Linked DNA regions of Cricetulus griseus: region 2 is linked to region 1. A link is a contact called in public Hi-C data. All regions are on one chromosome and are shown on one strand. Each heading gives the region's core, a stretch centred on a gene start, on an enhancer-like site or on the middle of the called end of the contact. The rest is flanking DNA. Distances are from core to core; before and after follow the strand shown. Region 1 overlaps Tcf4 (transcription factor 4). Region 2 has its middle 140 kb from the start of Tcf4.

Evidence for each region. Hi-C and Micro-C count contacts between places; a contact is called where the count stands out from the background.
Region 2: a Hi-C map of fibroblasts shows a contact between it and region 1, with 6 times the contacts expected there. The contact joins two enhancer-like sites. A contact is called at or near these places in 3 of 8 Hi-C or Micro-C datasets (the CHK-Q cell line, fibroblasts and liver).

Annotation. Positions count from the first base shown.
Region 1 is chr2:169,797,123-169,803,804 of CriGri-PICRH-1.0, forward strand. Tcf4 (transcription factor 4) reads right to left here. Exons shown (of 18, transcript XM_035440081.1): 15 at 5,956-6,118; 16 at 2,388-2,617; 17 at 1,373-1,513; 18 at 1-1,188. The coding sequence ends at 1,377. Among named protein-coding and RNA genes, the nearest start is that of Ccdc68, 260 kb to the left of the region's middle. Within about 2 kb of position 3,424, at least 2 of the 6 cell types and tissues checked have open chromatin away from gene starts, as enhancers often do. A contact at or near this core is called in fibroblasts, where this site is marked.
Region 2 is chr2:170,277,033-170,282,822 of CriGri-PICRH-1.0, forward strand. No RefSeq gene overlaps it. Among named protein-coding and RNA genes, the nearest start is that of Tcf4, 140 kb to the left of the region's middle. Within about 2 kb of position 1,424, at least 1 of the 6 cell types and tissues checked has open chromatin away from gene starts, as enhancers often do. A contact at or near this core is called in fibroblasts, where this site is marked.

The DNA.
Region 1 (6,682 bases), core at 2,174-4,673:
CACTACTTCGGCTACACAGGTAGGTAACACTTGAATCGTTTTGTTAAATCACAGCCACTTTGATTATGTTATGTTTCCGATGATATAAACATTGGAAGGCACAGTGGTAACATTGTAGCATTCTAACCGTGTACCTCTGAAAATCCCAGGAGAGGGTCGCAAGGGCAGCGCCACAAGCCAGACAAACTCTTTTTGCCTTGCCTGGGCAATGCTGCATGTAATTTCTACACATGATGTGATTTTTTTTTTTAAGTCCTGTGTTCCCAAAAGACTGGAGAAACAACTTTCTACTATTTATGAATGAGAAGCAACAACAGGGTCAGCCTTTCATCCTGCACTGCCCCTCCGGTAGCAGAGTTGGCACTACAGGTTACGATAACAAACTGGGGGAAAGGACAAAAATCAGACAAAAAAAAAATCCATATTTACAGTAAAATCTTTCTTTTAAAAAAGTTAATCAGTACTATTTTTGTACAGGAGAAAAAAGTCTGAAACAAATGAACAAAAGCTTACCATAGTCACTAAATTTTTAATATATATTTATATATATATTTATATATATATTTGTCATAGGTCTATAACATCCATCTGTCCCTCCTACCCTAAGGAATGGCTAATGTCATCATTTCGTTGCCATCAGGACGTTTGCTGGTTTTGTTATGAGGGTAGCCGGGCTTCCCCTATTCAATATCCGGTAATTAGAAACACTAGCTGACTTGAATGCCAACAAAAACGTTCATGTCGTTTTCTTCAGAAGTACACTTTTTCATTATTGCAAGTTTACAATTTTTTTTAAATTAAATATTTTTTTCAGACTTACAAATTAATTATATTTTTTTTTCCAAAAGAAGTTTAGGCACAAATGCATTGCTCCACAGTGTGGAAGGATTGCCATTCAGTCTCTGGGCTGTGTCTCAGCCTGTACATACCGCTTCGCACATTCAGAATGATATGTTAAAGAAGTCGTCCCTCAAGTTGCACATTTTTTCTTTCTTTCTTTCCTTTTTGTTTTTCTGCTTTTTGATAATTGGGAATGCTGAAACCTCTTGCGTCTGCGATTCATAACTACTCAGACTTGTCTTATATTACAAAAAGGGGGTTAAGGAGCAGTGTTTATGTGGGTTTAGGACAATACAGCTGTTAAGGAAGTGGTCTCTTGTTTTAATGAAGCAAGGTGGCAACTTGGACCTGAGGAAAGAAAAGGAGAAAAAAGTAATTAAAACAGTGATTGAAAATGATTTAAAAAAATTTTAAGCCCTCATTTTCAAGAAAGAACAGTATTGGCTAATCTGGGTAATACCAGTTGTTGGTGGCTTGGGTGCCACGGGGAACTGGGAGAGGGCAGAGACAGTGGAAAACGCAGCCAGCATACCCTTTCACATCTGGCCCATGTGATTCGCTGCATCTCCCATCCCAGGGTGTGGGCCAGCCAAGGACAGAGGGGGAGGCTCTGAGGATACTTTCTCTTCCTCCCTTCTTTTCAGACAGGCAGCTTTCGGGTTCAGATTCCTTTCTGTGGGATATGAAAGCACAGGGCATCCAGTCAGCAGGGCTCTACAGAGAGGGTGGAGAAGTTCTCCTCTGTCCATGCCAGACACGTAGACTCTGATTCACATTACCGATGAGGCTAGCAGTGAGGGCCGGTGCACAAGGAATCGACTCATCTAACTGCCATTAACTGCACCCAGAATCCGAACTCTACAAGCATGAAGGCAGGCATGATGACTCAGGCCTGTCTCCCTGCTCTTGAGAGGCAGAGCCAGTAAATCATAAACTTAAGGGCAGTCTCTGCTACATATAGTTCTAGGCTAGACTAAGCTATACAATAAGAACCTTCCTCAAAATGACAACTACGATTTAAAACAATGAGCTAGGAAGATAGATAGCTCATTGGGAGTGATTATTGTGCAAGCATGAGGACCTAAGTTCAGTACCTGGCATCCATACAAAAAGTGACATGTGGCAAGCTGGTAACCCAGCACTGGCAAGACAGAGATAGGCAGATCCTTGGGGCCTCACTGGCTATCCAACCCTAGTCTAATTGGAAAGCCCCAGGTCCCAGTGAGAGGTTCTGTCTCAGGAATCATGATAGACAACCCGAAAAGAATGATGCCCCAGGTTTACTAACCTTTAACTTACAACCTACACACACACACACACACACACACACACACACACACACACACACACACACACACACCCTACAAAAGCAAAGAATGAAAATAGGCTGGCCAATCATGTTTGATAATTGGCCACACAAAAGGAACAGCTGTAATATAACACTAGTTAGAAGAACACGCTACAACTTAATTAACAGGAGAGAGATTTTGATGCAGTCCCCCACCCTAGCAATTCTTTAGAGGGTGCTAAAGCATCTATCTCCTGACCTCGCACTTGCTGCTCCAGGCTGAGGATGACAGCCACGGCCTGGTGGAGAATCAGGAGCTTGGTCTGTGGTTTATCGCTCTTCAGGTGGAGCTGCACCATGCGGCCCAGCTCCTTGAAAGCCTCATTGATATCTCGGACCCTCAGGCGCTCACGGGCATTGTTGGCCATCCTCCGTTCCTTTTCACGTTCTGCCTTCTGCTCTGGGGTCAGGTCTTCATCATCGTTATTGCTGTAGGGCGAGAGGGATGGGACCTTTCATGACAGTGTGGGGGAAAGATGCTATGTGTATCACATTACTTTGAGACTTGTCAGATCCATCCTTGGCAGAACTGTATCCGTTTGACCTTCATCTGACCTTGGGGTTGGTTTAGGAAAAGCACACACAAAGCTTTTGTTTCTTCCCAGGGATTTTACCCAAATCAAACAGCAGAGGATGATCTGGGCTCCATCAGGGTCATAGTGTCCATCCTGGTGTAGGGGACACAGAAGGGGAATGAAAACTTCATGCACTATGCAATATACACATCTCAGTCTTAACGCAGACAGCCACCCAGGCTCAGCTTATACTAATCAAAATGCAAATGACTACTTCATCTTTAAAACTTTTTCATACTGTGAGATGTGAAACGGACGGAAAATAAGTGATTGGCAGTCAGATTTTTGTTGGTCGCAGTAAATATAAGCCATGTTAACAGGAGGAGGAACTAGAAACATCATAGAGCAGACAGTGTCCACATCCAAAGACTGTCCAAACCACTGACTCTGTCTGAGTCTTGAGTCTTCTTTCTTCTACAAACTAAATGAAAAGTATGTGTGGGGGGTGGGGTGGGGGAGTGATACCATGATTTCTGTGGTCTTTCAGATGACGGATGCTTATGATCTCCAAAATAAGTTGAGGAAGTTGAGGAAACCTGAAGTGACATCAGCTATGTAACACAATACAAAACCCAAACACCTCCTCTTTATAACTGACCAGGAACTCTATGAGTCACAAAGAAAGCCAAACAGGATTCTCTGTTAGAACTAAAATATCCTGTGATTCATCATAAAAGAATGGGTTCAGTAGGCATAAGGTTGGGGTCTGATCATCTCTGGTGGTCACAGTGGCCCATCTGAGACTTGGCTATAGAAGGTGACTCAGTGGATGAGCCATCTGGAAAACATATCTCCTCTCACAGATGTATTCATGGATCCAGGGTTTGGGACATTTTGAGGGATATTATAAAGAAAAGAGAGCTGGGGGAGACGTTTGTCTAAAAAGACTCACCAAAACAAAAAACCCCAGATGAGATACCAATACCAAAACTCTTCTGGACTCTCAATTTGAGAAACATTGGGGGGAGGGAAAGAAGAAATACTACTACACACAGAGAGAGATGAGAGAGAGAGAGAGAGAGAGAGAGAGAGAGAGAGAGAGAGAGAGAGAGAGAGACCTTTCCAAGCTACTGGGTACAGAGACTTGAAGAGAAGCTTAAAATCCCCTAAGTCCAAATTGTTCAGAGTCAAATCAAGATGATGAGTCTTCATACTGAAGATGAACCGAAGATGGGAGGATTAGCTCTTCACTGTGTATGTAATGAATGCTGACTTTAAATGGGTATCGTCTTCCCATGTGACCTGTCCCTGAACTCCTAGAGTCCTATTTAGAATGCCCTTGCCCATGCCTGTATCTTGAAGTGCTTTCCCCATTTCTTTCTAGTCTCAGGTTTTACAACAGGGTCTTCCACCCATTCTCAACTGATTTTTGTACAGGGTGAGTGTTAGGGACCTGGTTTCACCCTTTTCTGCATGTGGTCCTCCAGTTTTCCTAACATAGGAAAGTAGAAGCATGGATACTGTAGGATGCTAACAGGAAGCAAAAAACAGGAGAGTATGAACATGTTCAAAGTCCATAGTGGGCTTGATGGGAAATACTATTATGAAACCCATCAATATGTACAATGAACATATACTAATAAAAAAAGAGAGAAAAGAAAAGCCACAGGTGGCATTCAAAGTGCAAATAGGGCCAATTACCCTGGAGGAGCCCTAACCAGGAGAGGCATTCTTGAACTCTGTAAAGTACCTGAGGTAGTAAGGATGCTCAGACAGAAGAGTATGTATTGGGGTGAGGTGGTGTGAAATGCTTGACTTCGTGACCTCCCAACCATCACTGACTATGCTGCTATGAAAGAAAGCCAGAATACCACTGACTGAAAGCTAGTGCAAGGCTTTTCTTTCTCTGTTTCCTCATTTTCCTTCCAGCTTCTCCTTTTCCTTCTCCCAGAATTTCTGCCACTGGTGGGAATGCAGCCTGTGATTAAACTGTCCCTGCATACCATTAAGCAAATAGTTGAGTCTCTGGTAGGCCTATTCTGAAGCAAAAGACTGGCAATATTTTTTAGACAGTAACCACGTGTCAAACTTTACATAGGGAGAACCAGAAAATGGGAAAAAAATTTCAGACTAATGATTAATTTGAACTAGTTATTTACATAAATAAATTCCTCATGGACACTATTTCACTGAAGACTCTACAAGGCATACATTATAAATGGCATGAAGATGGCTGTTAACAAGAGATACCTAATGGTAAGTAAAAAGATGTTCTGAAACTTCAAAGAACCAATTAATATGTATACGTTATGGCCACTAAATTACCAAGAACTCACTCAGAGAAACTATTCAGGATGTGAAATCCCCACCCAAGGATTTCTTGCCAATGTGACCACAAATCAGGAAACTACAGTGATGGGAGGAGGGGGTAAGATAGAAGCACTTAGCATCTCTGGACCTAGTAATAGCAGGACACAGAATGTAATTTGTCATGATAGTTATGAAGAGATGAAAAAGCAGTGTGAATGCGACCCATGAAAGACACCAGCTATAGCTCTGAGAACCATAACCTTTAAAAGAAGCTGAAGTCTTGACACAACTGGGTAATCTGCAAAGAAAATTAACCCAAAGGAATGAAGGCAATGCATATGGGTCCTGAGGAACCCTAAACCAGCTATCTGATCATCAGACTCAAGTTAAAAGAGACACACTGAATTCAAAGATAGTAGATATTTAAGAACAGCAACTTGAAGCTATTTCCCTGCAGTTGTGTTTTTAGCAGGGAGGGAAAAAAATTAGAATTTATTTTACATACAGCAACCTGTTCAGAATAAAATTAAGAAATCAGAATTTTCTTACTTGAAAGACAAGAAAAAAAAACATACAGTTGTATATACAATCAATTGACTCTTGAGCATGGCTAAAAATCTCCTCTTTAGAAATACTTGAGGCAAAAACAGTTCTGACCAAATTTGAAGAATACAGTTTTAACAAGAAACTGTTTTCATTTGAATCAGGTACAAATAATTTTATGGTATGCAATTAGCATTGGGTCCAAATTTGTAAATCCAAAGCCATTTAGGCCTCACTAGAATACAGGTATCTTAAATGATACCTGAACAGGCCTTTCATTTTCTTTCCATCTGAGGCTTTACCTGCCAGGAAAAAACTGAATAGTTTCTTCCTGTTCTGTTCACTTCATCAAAGTCCAATAAAGGAATTAAATGAAGCGACAGTATTATATACTGTTACCTAGATCTTGACCTAGTAATTGATTTGATATCCTTCTTGTCGTCATCTAATTTCTTGTCCTCAGAAGATTTTGTGTCTTGCAGGTTCTCATCGCCCTCATCATCAGATTTGATCTCGGAGCTGCCAGAAGACACACTCTGGCCCTGGAGACCTGGTGGCATTCCTATAGAAAGATGAAATAAAAAAAGATAGAAACAGAGATCAGCTGACGTCCAGAATTCTATGCATAAATACATTCACTCCAGAAACGCAGAACTTCCTTCCAGCCAGACCCGGGCTCCTCCTGGTTCCCCTGTGCTGTCTGGTGAAGTTTCAGAAATGCACCTGTGGAAACAAGTTTTCCTTGCATCGGCTCTGAGGTTAAATTCTATTTTGCAATCTTTTGGAGTAGATGGTAATTTCACTGTCTACAAAACATCAACTTAATTGCAATGAAAATCATAATCATGAAAATCATACACCTCAATGTTCTGATTAAGAACCCGAGTAAATATCAGCTATTATATTGAGTTTCTTCCATATGCAATGATTTAATAGAAAAATGTCCTTAAAATATAATTCCCAGGGAGTACGCTAAAGATGTGCAGTCAAGGCTTCAATAGATACCCTAATGATACTCTGAAATTAAGCTTCTCTTATGTTTGAGGTGTAATCAGCATTTACAAATGGTACCTATGGAAGGGGGTGCACCGCTCCCAGGAAAAATCTGGGATTTTTAACTTTGCTC
Region 2 (5,790 bases), core at 174-2,673, 480 kb after region 1:
TACAGGGCTGTTTCTTACAGGTGTTCTCATGAACCTGGAGTCCAAGGCTGCCAGACAACACTTAGCTTCACTCACACAATGATCTTGTTACATTCTCTAGTCATGATTGGAACTCCATGTTACTCTTACTGTAGACCCTGGCTTGCTTCAGTGGGATTCTAGTATTTTCTTGGTTCTGTGTGACTCTGCTGGTTTTCTAGTCAAGGCCAGAGGGTATGTCTCATCCTTTCAAGTCTCTCTACCAGAAAGTCCCAGAAGCACGTCATGGCCAGCTTTGCTTGTGCTAGAATTCTCCTCTATTTTCACCTGCTCTTGGGTCCTCCATTATGAGAGCAGTTATTACAACACAGAAACAAAATCCACATGCTGCCTTCTTCAAGATGAGTGGAGCATTCCAGTTCTATTTGAATACAGTTTCACTGTGTAGCCTGTAGAACTGGCCTTGAATTCTACCTGATCATTCTGCCTCAGTTTCCCAAGTTCTTGCTTTATAGGTATGCACTACCATGCGCAGCTAGGTTGAGCTCATTTGATAATGAAACCTACTGAGCTCATTTGATAATGAAACCTATAGGTGACTACCAGTCAGTCCTCTTGACTAGCTTTACCCAAAAGCAGTATGTGGGGGAGCAGCTTCACCAGAAGGAAGAGATTTTCTTCCTTTCATATTAAATGACTAAATAAGATCATACAAGTTATCATTAGTGCAATACACTGTAGAATGATTTGTTCTAATACTTCCCTAAAAAAGCAAAGTAATGGGAGTAGAGTTTGAGGCTAATTGGAAAAATTACAAGCACAATTAATTGAAAGAAAAGCAAGCTGATGATATATTTTTTTAAAAAAATTAAACATTAGATGTTATAGAACTAGCAATGTTTTCTCTCTACTTCACATTTAAACACATTTTTAAAATTCAATTTTTATGGTAAGTTGCACTGATGGTTTTATTATTTAAGAACTAAGAAGTTTTCACTAAGAGGAAACTTCTCTGGTGTTGGATTTAATCCTTGAAATCAATCAAATCTTTAACGTCCTTTGATTTATCCTCAGATTAAAAAAAAAACCCGTTGAGTGCAAAACCAAGGAATTAATCCCTGCCTTGTGAGTGACCAAAAAAGAATGACTATAAGCCCAGATCCTTGCACTTCAGTAGATTACAGTGCCATGGAGGAAATAACACTAATGCATAGGAGGCAATTCAAATGACTAAACAGTATGGCAGTTGTAGGGTATGAGTTTAGGGTAGAGAGGATGTTCACACTCCCTGAGGGTGCTTCTCAGAGACCAGTTCTTCTGGCTGTAACAAAATACCAGACAGAAGGAATTTTAGGAAGTGTTTATTTTGCTCATTGATTGAGGGTACAGTCATCATGACGAGGAAGGAAGTGGGTGTGGGTGGCTTGATGATGGGGGAGCTGGTCACACTGCAGAGTTGAAGCAACTGATCACACTGTCTGCAGTGAGGAGGCAGTTGGTCACACTGTCTGCAGTGAGGAGGCGGCAGGTGACACTGCAATGAAGAGGCTGCTGGTCACACTGTCTGCAGTGAGAGAGTAGCTGATCACACTGTCTCCAGTGGGGGTGGGGAGATGAACACTGTCTGCAGTGAGGAAGCAGTTGCTTACACTGTTTGCAGTGAGGAAGCAGCTGGTCACACTGTCTGCAGTGAAGAAGCAGTTGGTCACACTGACTGCAGTGTGTGTGGGGAGGGATGAACGCTGCCATTCAGCTCAGTTTCTCCTTTTCATTCCATTCCAGACCCCAGATCATGGAGTGATACTATCCTTCCTCCCTTAATGAAATCTCAAAAGACTCCCCCTAGACATGGCCAGAGGTGTGTCTTCTAGGTGATTTTAGAGCCTGTCAAGTTGACAATGGTAGCTCTGACAGACAGATTCCTATTAGTTGTCATCACGATGGCATTGCTGGTTTTGTGTGAGAGAATGACCCAAGCATGGTGTTTCTTTGGTTCAGAAGTAGCTTTTTCTTTTTGGTATCTCAGATATAGGGGACAGAGTAGATACTTAAAAAAATTATTTAGTATACATATTGAAGTGTTTGTTGTTGTTGTTTTGGTTTTGTTTTGTCTTTTTGAGACAGCCTTGGCTGTCTTGGAACTCACAATTCACCCTGTAAACCAGGCTGGCCTCAAACTTGCAGAGAATTGCCTGCCTCTGCCTCTTGGGTGTTAGGATTAAAGAACTGTGCCATCACCACCAGGTTTACAAATAGAGTTTTAGGAAGATAAGCGTGTGAGACAGTGTGCTGAAGAGAATGGAACAGAGAAAGAAATATTGCTAGGAATGCATCCTCATTTGTCACCAGAGGAACAAGAAGAAGAGGTTTGTGACACAATTTCTCAGAAGAGTTTCCTCTTGTTCAGTAGCCAACAGGCTGTCTTCTTAGGCAACAGGAGAGGCAACACCTGCCTGAAATGCAAGCAGATGTTATTTCTCCACTGTTGCTACTATGTTGTTGCTGGCCTTTCCCTGTAGTCTCTTTCTTATCCATTGCCCACAATGCAGTCTCTGTATAGATGGAGTTGCTTAGCACCACGCAGGCCCTCAGAATCACCATGCATGGCTTACACTTGGTGAATGTGGTTCTCTTATCCAGAGGGCCCCCAGCATGATGATGGAGAACTGGCCTGAATGCCTGGCATCTATCTGTGATCCCTAAGGTTTGCTGCCATGCTATACACGGTTCACCTTTTTGTTATAGTGAAACCACTGAGTGATTCTCCAAGGTCATAGAGAGCTGAGGATAAAATGTAATTGTCCAGCTTCCAGTTTTTTAAATTTTTAGTTTCTCTGATCATGGATGGATGAGAAAAGCAATTTTGTCACCCATCTGGCCCCACCTGGGCAGGATCTTATAAATTACAAAAGACAGTATAGTTTGAAAACAACAACAAACATGGAGTAAACTTTCTTTTGCTTTCCTAGCCACCTATCAAAGGTTTGCTGTTCAAAGTCAAAGGCAGTAGGAAACAAATGTGTGTGTGGGGTAAATAACCAGGAGATGGACACAGGAAGCAGACTTTCACACAGGAACCAAAGGGAGGTGAGGAATGTCCCACAGACTGTCAGGTAGGAAGTACTTGTTACCTTTAGGAGCCAGGCTGTGTATGGTGGTGAAAAGAGGATTCAGGATGCAGAGATAGAGGGCTGGTGAGATGGCTCAGTGGTAAAGGTGCTTGAAGCCAAATTGGATGACCCAAGTTTGATCCCTGGGATCCACATCATAGCACAGAACTCTTTCTCATCTTTTGACCTCCACAGTGCACTATCTAGCATGTGCCCCATGCCTACAATGAAAGAACAAATGAAATTTATTTAAAAAAGAAAAGAATAGCTAAAAAGATCCTATGCATAAAACACAAGTATAAGTACAGAAATAAATTAAAGAAGAACTTTTGCTGGTATCAAGGCTATTCCCTATCAGACTGTATCAAGTACCATCTGCATCCCCCCAACCCTTATCTTCCTCTTGTGTGTATGGTATGCATTCATGTGTAGTAGTGGAGGCCAGTGGTCCACATCAGTGCCTTCTTTTTCTCCTTCTCAACCTTGTTTGCTTTTGAGAGAGTGTTTCTAACTGAACCTAGTACCCGATGTTTGGGGAGGTTTGCTGGTTAGCAACCTGCCCTCCCCACCCAGTTCTGGGGCTCAGGCACATGCCATCACACATGTTCTTCACAGGACACTGGAATCCAGATTCCAGTTCTTAGGTTGCTGCAGCAAGAGCTTTAACCCCCTGAGACATCCCCCCAGCCCCTAAATTTATCTTCTTTTTATTTCTATTTCTCACCATACGGCGTGTCTAGTAGAGTTGACAGGTAAAAAATAATCAAGACAGTGTGAGAATCTCTAAAAGATAAAGGCACAGGGTTATATTTTAAGTGTTCAGTATTCATATTTAGAGAAACATGTCACTGTCATCATCAGACAGTTCTCTTTCCAGTCTAAAGGCAGAGTTCTGGTGAAACCGTGTTTGGAGTGCCGGATGGATGAACTGTGAGCGCTCTCACTTTCACAATTGTCCCCTCACTAATTGTGGTTCACACATTTGATCCTTTACAAGCATAGATGAAGGTCTTCCTGTGTGCAGAAATGACATGGATGCTGAAGACCCAAAGAAGAACACGATATAGCCCGTTTCAAAGGAGACCACGGTCCAGAAGGGTGGCAGACAAGGAGATGAATGCGGCGCCACACCGAGGCCTCACAACACAAGCCTGCTTCACCATGTGTGTCCCTTTCCCTCTGTACTGTCCCTCTCATGCTGACAGCCTGGCAGATGCACGCACAGTAGAGCCTAGAGGACAGTAAGGACTGCAGCTCTGTCAGGTCCAAGCTCTCAATCCTAGTTTAGGTCATTCCTCCTTCCCAGTAAACCTACCTAAACCCTGGGTTCCAAACAAGCCATGAGTACAATGTCACTTTGCTCTAAACTCTGCCCATCATCTTATCTGACTATGACCTTTAGGCCTCTGGCTTGGTACTGCCTGACTTTCCTATTTAAGGCCTTTGTGGTCATTGAATATTGGCCTTCTCTACCTTCCTCAGTATTGCACTTTCCCTCATGCAACATCTTGCTTTGAGGTCTTCCAAATGTGCCTCTGGCTGCAATCTGGCCAAGACAGCCTGTGCCCCCTCTCTTGGCCAGAGTCTCTAAGGTATCATGATCCTCAAAAGTATTGCTTTTGGCAGTTCTCTGGATTCTGTCAGCCGGGAGCTCTTGCTTCTGCAGGATTGACTTAGGTGAGCCTCTAGGACCTATGAACACAGTCACAGAAAAAGACTAATGAGCTTAGAAAGGAGTCACTGATGCTTTGTGCTTGTTTCAAGAGAAACTATAGAATTGTGGATTAAATAACTACTTAATGAGATACATGCTCGCACGCGTGTGCGCACACATACACACACACACACACACACACACACACACACACACACACACACACGGGGGTGGGGGTGGGGGAGAATACATGTAAGAGTTACTGTGTGTGTGTGTAGAGAGAGAGCGAGAGAGAAAGAGAAAGAGAGAGAATACTTGGTGTAAGAGTGTGTTAGTGGGAGAGAGACAGAGAATATGTGTAAGAGTGTGTTAGTGGAAGAGATAAAATACAAATAAATACAAATTGCTGTTTTTCAGTTCCTTAGCTTGATCACGAGAATATGTTAATACATTTCAACATATGCATTTTGGTAGGAGAAGATTTTTATTTAGATCATGAAAAAGCTTGGCAAAAACTGTTCTTCATGTCTACTCTTTATTTATTCGAACTTCAAGGATACTGTCACAGGAAGTCTAACTTGCCAGTGTGTTGATCAGGGTACTTAAAGTTAATCTTCAACTCCAATATATATATATATATATATATATATATATATATGTTCATATACTAAAATAACTATTACAAACAAAATGTTGCTAAAAATTCATTATTTTTGAGCTGATGGGAAAAATAATCACATATTGCCAGCTTGTCAAACATCAGCATCAGCTCCAACAAGTTTGAGTTGACATCTTAACAGTTTCTGATTACTGAAGTCCCGCACACGGCAAGATCAAATAGTTGGGAAGGGCATGCACAGACTGAGCTCAGGCTGCAGATTAACAGCACTCATGTGCAGAACTGGCTTCTCAACTTTAGCCCTCAGTCATTAGGTCAGTGATTTTCCTGGTAGCAGGAGCTTTCTTGTGCTAGGAGTAAAATTCTCTGCTGAAACATTTGACAAGCCTTAGTTCCTGATGTCTCACACTCAAGCCTTAAAGTCACAT